Linked DNA regions of Mus musculus: region 1 is linked to region 2. The links are chromatin contacts, called in public promoter capture Hi-C maps. All regions are on one chromosome and are shown on one strand. The core of a region is the stretch at or near the end of the contact, and the rest is flanking DNA. Distances in the headings are between cores, read along the strand shown. Region 1 has its middle 88 kb from the start of Gm31776. Region 2 holds the start of Pcdh8 (protocadherin 8).

The links. Promoter capture Hi-C pulls out the DNA fragments that hold promoters and counts their contacts.
Region 1: a contact with region 2 is called in a promoter capture Hi-C map of second pharyngeal arch cranial neural crest. The contact joins the enhancer-like site here to the promoter of Pcdh8 in region 2. A contact is called at or near these places in 6 of 39 promoter capture datasets (cranial neural crest, embryonic stem cells, frontonasal cranial neural crest and 3 more), 2 of 484 Hi-C or Micro-C datasets (both in nephron progenitors), 10 of 115 datasets of contacts at active chromatin or transcription factors (VIP interneurons, embryonic basal ganglia, embryonic forebrain and 6 more) and 1 of 9 other capture datasets (embryonic stem cells).

Annotation. Positions count from the first base shown.
Region 1 is chr14:80,155,009-80,158,439 of GRCm38.p6, forward strand. No RefSeq gene overlaps it. Among named protein-coding and RNA genes, the nearest start is that of Gm31776, 88 kb to the right of the region's middle. Within about 2 kb of position 2,178, at least 4 of the 459 cell types and tissues checked have an H3K27ac peak or open chromatin away from gene starts, as enhancers often do. A contact at or near this core is called in second pharyngeal arch cranial neural crest, where this site is marked.
Region 2 is chr14:79,769,505-79,772,934 of GRCm38.p6, forward strand. Pcdh8 (protocadherin 8) reads right to left here and starts at 1,808. Exons shown (of 3, transcript NM_021543.4): 1 at 1-1,808. The coding sequence starts at 1,617. Gm9748 (predicted gene 9748) reads left to right here and starts at 404. Exons shown (of 2, transcript NR_154550.1): 1 at 404-697; 2 at 2,893-3,238.

The sequences.
Region 1 (3,431 bases), core at 928-3,427, 390 kb after region 2:
TGTAGTTGCTTGAGTTCCCAATAGGTAACTTCTTTTAGTTATTGTCACCGATTTGACTCATTCTTCTGAGTTCTCCATAATTTCATCCAACTCAAGTTCATTGGATGTTGTTACTACACAGCATTAGTGATTTCCAGAGCAGTTCTGTAGCCTGGTTTTCCTGGTGTCTTAGGTCACTGCATTGGGATTTATGCATCTGGAGTTATTACTTAGGATCCTTTTCAAATACCATTTTTTAAAAGTTGAAGTATTTGCAATACTCAAGTAGGACTTGGATGTGGTAGAGTTGGGTACGTAGTTCAGGAAACAGCTCCCCAGGGCATGAGTTTAGGATGCATAGTATGGGCTCTATAGTATTACTTGAGAAAAATATACTTAGAACTACCATTTCTGTTGGATATCAGCACAATGCAAATTCTATACTAGCTGATTAGCAACAATATCTCCTTTTGACGTCACTAACTGTTGGAGAATAAACCAACAAGGATAGTCTAAGTGGGTTCAGATTTTAGTTACTAAGGTTCTGATTGATCCATTAATAAGTAGGATGGGTAAGGATGCAGATAAGACCAATTTTGAAAAGAAATTTATATAAATGAGTAAAGTAATACAAAGGTGAAAGTTGAGAGAGTGTTACAGCCTACAGATTTAAGGATTGTTAAAGCTATAGAAAGTAATAATTAAGAAGTGAAACATGGAGAGAGTAAAGGTGAGAGAAAGACAGAAGTGAGAGGAGGAGTATATGAAATATGTGTATTCACTAGAGTGAAGAATTCTTCCTGTTAGACTGGATGAGGAAACATACACAGTAACCCTAAAACTTGACTAAAAAACATACTGATGAATGTAAAAACGTCACAAAACACATTCCAGAATGAAGATTAAATAGTATAAAATAAGGAATATAAGGATTATTACTGTATCAATTGCTGGCACAATTGAGTGGAGACTCCACTCAATGTTGGGGTGGGAGGCAGGATTGGGAGGGAGAAACTGGTATCTGTAGCCTCTGTGTTCCGTGTGGTTCTGACCTGCAAGGAAGGTGATGTTATGAGTTCTTTCTTAATTATATCAGACCCCTGTCCTCCACCATAGCCTCTCTAAGGTAGCTAATTGGCATGGTTTGATTGATGTTAAGAAATAATAAAAGTAATGAAACAATAAAGAATTAGGGAATAAGAGACATAATAATAATTTGAACACATGGAAATGTAATACTATTTGAAAATTTTGAACTAATTAAATGGTATTTACCACTTGAAAGTATGAAGAGACCCTTAAGGAAGTAGGTATAAAAATGCAGGGGCAGATAGTAGTTAGAAGGCTGAAAGAGAGGTATACAAAGAAGGACCAAATCTGATTAAGTACCTGCCAATGCCTACATTGTGATACAACCAATGGATAGCAGAGAATTTAACTCAGGCAATGCAGGTCTCACTGTTCAGCAGGAAGCCACCTATTAGGGTGAAGCCACAGCAGTGGTTGTGTCACTGAGCATCCTATATACTGATAGCAGAGAGCTGCCTACTGTCATGGAAGCTACTCAACATTAATAGGAGGGAAAGTCCTGAAATTAGAAGATACCCTGACCCCTTCTTGACTTTTCTTTCCAGTGGTTTTTAATGATGAGCCTAACATTGTACTGGCTCACACAAGAGTTGCATTTTGATTCGCCTGTGGGATCACAAACCAAAAAGAGAGGTATATGTGAGACTTAGTGAAAGAAGTTAGTAGCTAGTACAGAGGGGGGGAAAGTGTTGGCTTGAGAAAGGTAACTTGTTTTCTTTTTTGCTTCTTCTTTTTTTTTTCTGTACCTCATTTTTAATTTTTATTTTTTTTCAAACTTTTTCTTGTATTGAAAGTATATTTTCTTCATACAATATATTCTGATTGTGGTCTACTCCCTCGCTCCTCCTCCCAGTTCCCTTTCCCCCAGTCTAGATCCACTTCCTTTCTATCTCTAATTTAAAAAACTAAATGGGCATCTAAGGAATAATACTAAAACAATCTAAGATGAGACAAATCTAAAACAAACAAATCTGAATATGACGAAATAACCAAACAAGAAAAAGAGACCCCCTTCCAAGCACAATAAACACATAGATACAGAGAGACACGCCTTCACAAACTCAAGTGGAGCTTCCAGAGGCCACAAGAGATGGAGCAACTCCGGGGTGATGCGCTGACCATGGTCCTGAAAGGATGCAGCTTGAGAATGAAGGAAGTGAAACCAGAGAAGTATGGCTGTCGAGAATAAGAAGAGAAGGTAATTGTTGGGACTTTGGTGCTCATCACAGTTAAGAGGAATGCTAGTCTTGGGGTTTGGAGGAAGTGACCCATTCTGTTTAGAAAACTTATATGAGTCCATGATGCCCATGGACTATTCCGACAAAATAAAATGCCCTTGATAAAACCAGCATTAATGAAATGTGTACCCTATTCTAAGGAGGAATGAAGTATCCACACGTTGGTCTTCTTTCTTCTTGATTTTTCTGTATTTTGCAAATTGTATCTTGACTATTCTAAGTTTCTGAGCTAATATCCACTTATCAGTGAGTGCATATCAAGTGACTTCTTTTGTAATTGGGTTACTTCACTCAGGATGGTATCCTCCAGATACATCCATTTCCCCAAGAATTTCATAAATTGATTTTGCTGAAAGGACCCTGATATAGCTGTCTTGGGTGAGGCTATGCCAGTGCCTGGCAAATACAGAAGTGGATGCTCACAGTCATCTATTGGATGGAATACAGGGCTCCTAATGGAGGAGCTAGAGAAAGTATCCAAGGAGCTGAAGGGGTCTGCAATCCTATAGGTGGAACAACAATATGAAGTAACCAGTACCCCCAGAGCTCATGTCTCTAGCTGCATATGTAGCAGAGATGGCTTAGTCGGCCATCATTGGGCAGAGAGGCCACTTGGTCTTGCAAACTTTATATGCCCCAGTATAGGGAAATGCCAAGGCCAGGAGGTGGGAGTGGGTGGGTAGGGGAGCAGGGCAGGGGGTGAAGGGTATGGGGGACTTTTGGGATAGCATTTGAAATGTAGATGAAGAAAATATCTAATAAGAATTGAAAAAAAAATGTGTACCCCAGCCACGAATTTCTAGAAAAATCCAGATACCAAGAAAAAGAACCAAAACTTTACATTAAGAAAATAATTTTTTAAAGAATTTGCTGGGCAGAGGCAGGAGGATCTCTTGGTTCAAGGACAATCTGGTTTACATAGTGAGTTTCAGGACAGCCAGGGCTACACTGAGAAATTGTGCATAAAAATAAATAAATAAATAAATAAATAAATAAATATTAAGAATGTTTCTTCAAAGTAGTAAAAATCTAAGAAATTGTGAGGGATATGGCTCGGTGGAGAGGGGATGTATAGTGGCTAAAACCTGGAGCTGCAGCTTAGAAAAACTTAAATAGGGCTCAACT
Region 2 (3,430 bases), core at 558-3,057:
GGCCTCTACCAGGCGGTAGGTGACTTGACCGTTGCGACCCACGTCAGGGTCGCGGGCTGCCACTGTGGCCAGGTAGGCGCCTGGAGGGTTGTTTTCGCGGACCGACACCTCATAGACTGGCTTGGTGAAGATCGGTGCGTTGTCGTTCTCGTCCCCCACTCGCACGGTGTAGGGCCTGACGGTGCGAAGAGGGGGTGTGCCACGGTCTTCGGCCACCAGCGTCAGGTTGTACTCCGCGATGCGCTCCCGGTCCAGAGATGCAGCGGTCACCACCAGGTAGCTGCCAGCATAGGCCGGCTGCAGCCTAAAGTGCTCGTGCCCGTAGAGGGCGCAGCGCACCTGCCCGTTGGCGCCCGAGTCCCTGTCCGAGGTGCTGACCAGCGCCACTAGACTCTCGCGCGCCGCCCCCTCTGGCACCAGCGAGGTGATACCGGCTTCCTGTGTCCCGGACCCAGTCGACGAGGCCGCGTCCGCTCCTCCGAGTGCGGCGGCAGCGGCGGCGGCGGCGAAGGGCGAGGTGGCTGGAGCCCCCGGGGCGGCCAGAGGAGTGATAGAAATTTCAGGAGCGTTGTCGTTGACGTCTCGGATGCGCACGATAACCTTGCAGGTGGCTGTCCGGGGCCCTGGACCTCGGTCTTGAGCCCGCACGTCCAGCTCGTAGGTGTCCTGGCGCTCGTAGTCCACCTGCCCAGCCAAGGTGAGGCGGCCAGAGCGCGGGTCGAGCCGGAAGAGGTGGCGGGCTTCGGGAGGGGTGCGGGCGCCGAAGGTGAACACAACGTCGCCGTTGGGACCTTCGTCGGGATCGGCAGCGTCCAGGTCGAGCAGCAGCGATCCCACAGGTGCGTCCTCGGCCAATTCCACCTCTGCCACGGCACCCTGTGGGAAGGCCGGGCTGTGGTCATTGGCATCTAGCACACGCACGCTGAGGGCTGCTGTGGCGGAACGCGGCGGTCGCCCGCCATCCTGAGCCACCAGCTCCAGGCTGTAGGAGGCCTGGCTCTCGCGGTCCAACTCCTGTAGCAGCACCAGGTCCGCACACTGGGCACCGTCCGCGCGCGTCTGCAGCTCCACGCGGAAGGGGCTGTGAGGCTCGGCTAGGCGTACACTCTGCAGCCCGTTGGCACCCACGTCCTCGTCCACGGGCACCTCCAGGGGGATGCGTGTGCCTACCGGAGCGCTCTCTGAGACCTCCACCGGGATCTGGGCTCGGGGAAAGCGGGGCGCGTGGTCGTTTACATCCCTCACCTCCACCTCCACGTGCACCAGGCGGAACTGTTCCTGCGAGAAGCTGACAACATCGAAGGCCAGCACGCACTGTGGGGACGGGCCACACAGACGCTCACGGTCCAGGCCCGCATCCCCGACGGTCAGCTGCCCGTCGCCCTCGCGTACCCGGAGCAGAGAGCTGTTGAATTGCTTCATCAGGCGGAAGCTTGTGTCTCCAGACACTTTCATGTGCAGGTCTTCTGCAAGGGTTCCGATGACTGTGCCAGGGGCATCCTCTTCGAACGTGCTGTATCGGACTGTCTTGCTCTGGGCCACTGAGAGCACCCAGCAGAGACTAAATAGCTGCAAGGGGAAAAGGCAAGGGCTGCCCCAGCGCTTCGCAGGACTCATATCGCCAATCCCCAACTGCTATTCCGAAAGGCTAACCTAAAGAGTCTTCCCCGGCGTGCAGATCGGAGCGTGAGTCCCAGGCTCTGCGAGCCCCGTGCGGGAAAAGCTGCAGCTCCGGCTCGGGCTGGCTCGGAGGACGCGCAGACCCACCCTCACTCGGCGCCTCCGCCTCCTTTCCCTGGGCTGGAGCTGCGCTGGCGAGCGCCGCCTCCGTCTTTATAGCTGCCGATATGCAAATCACTGGAAGGGGCCAGCCAATGGTCGCTTAGCCACAGCGCCGCTCCTCCGCCAACCACCGACAATCCCTTTAATGTGGAAAGGCTTAGAGGAGAAAACAGGGAAGGAAAATGAGGGAATCTTTCCTTTGTTTTAAAAACTCCTGCTCCCATTTTCTGTTAGCACCTTGCTTGCAATGAGTTAGCACTGGGCTCTGAAGTAAACGAAGCTGATGATTTTTGGAAATTGGGTGCCAGGCACCCGGTCTCTTCTGCCCGCCGCTGCGGGTACTAAGCCCGAACAAGCTGGGTTTCTCTTCAGAAGCTCCGGGTCTCACATCCTACCCCCCATCCGCCCCTTTATTTTGCATTTTAAAGGCTTCAAAACTTGCTCTGGGGAGCGAGGCTCTCTGTTCGCCTCCTCCCTCAGCTTCCCACCGGTGTGGGGAATAACCTGTCGATGAAGAAGAGTGAAGGGTAGAGCAAAACTGATTTTATTCACATTTGTGTACGCAATTGTGTTTTGCTCGTGTGAGCACCGGTGCCACTTGCCTTTCAGAAAAGAGCCCTGCGATACACGTTAGTATGCATGTCACTGTTCAAATGGCTTCCTTAAGCCCTAGGTGCTAGCAGGCAAGGAAAAATAAAGTTCCAAATAGGATTTAGCATAAGCTTGAGGAGATTTGGAAAGGTTTCAAAGATCAGACTGTATCAAAGGCTTATGAAGCCCTCGTTAGTAGTGGAAATAGAATGGCGTGGCAGGCGATCCCATTGGAGGCCCCGATGTCTGTATTATTTCACTATGACAAGCTAGAGGGGGAGAGAAAGTTGAACAGTTTCCACAGTAGAGTTGGGCTAACTTGAATATAATGAGCAAACGCCACATGTCTCCATTATGCCTCTCTATTCACCCTCAATCCGTGCCATAACTCTCAGGCTAAACGGTGATGGGCGCTGAATCCCACACAATACCGGGTTCCTACTAAAGTGCATTTAGAGATCGTTTTCCTCCTGATGCCTTGTTCCGCCTATTTAGAGGATTTGCTTTCTGTTCTAATAGGGCCTCTCTGGAAGCAACACTCGCCCTGTTCCAGAAGAACAAAATCACAGCGTGACGTTGAAACCTGGCAGGAACCTGGGGTAACTTAGCCATCTGCCTATGAAACCGTAGAACTTCAGCATTACCACTTTCCCTGGCTGGGGTCCTCGAGATGCCTCCGTAGGTATCCAGGTATCTCCACTCCCGGAGCTGAAGGACAGGTTGTGCCAACCTGGAACAAGACTGATTCTTATTGATTCTTACCGAAGGACTCTATTGAACAGGCGATGTAAATACACAGGAAGAAGGGAGAGTTACAAACACAAGTCACACACTTGGAGAAATAAAGACAATGAGTTTGCTAAGCATGTTGCATTGGGCCTCTATTCTTCGGAATCTGGACCATGTTCCTTCTGTAAGGGCCTTTTGCAGGTCTCTTCCCTTCAGACTCATTTGGACCGCTTTCAGAAGAGGAGCAGGGGTTTGCCCCGAGTAGGGAGAATACCTGAGAGGTAGGACTGGGTGGACAGTGCACTGGAGGGGATAGGGGATGTTTGGG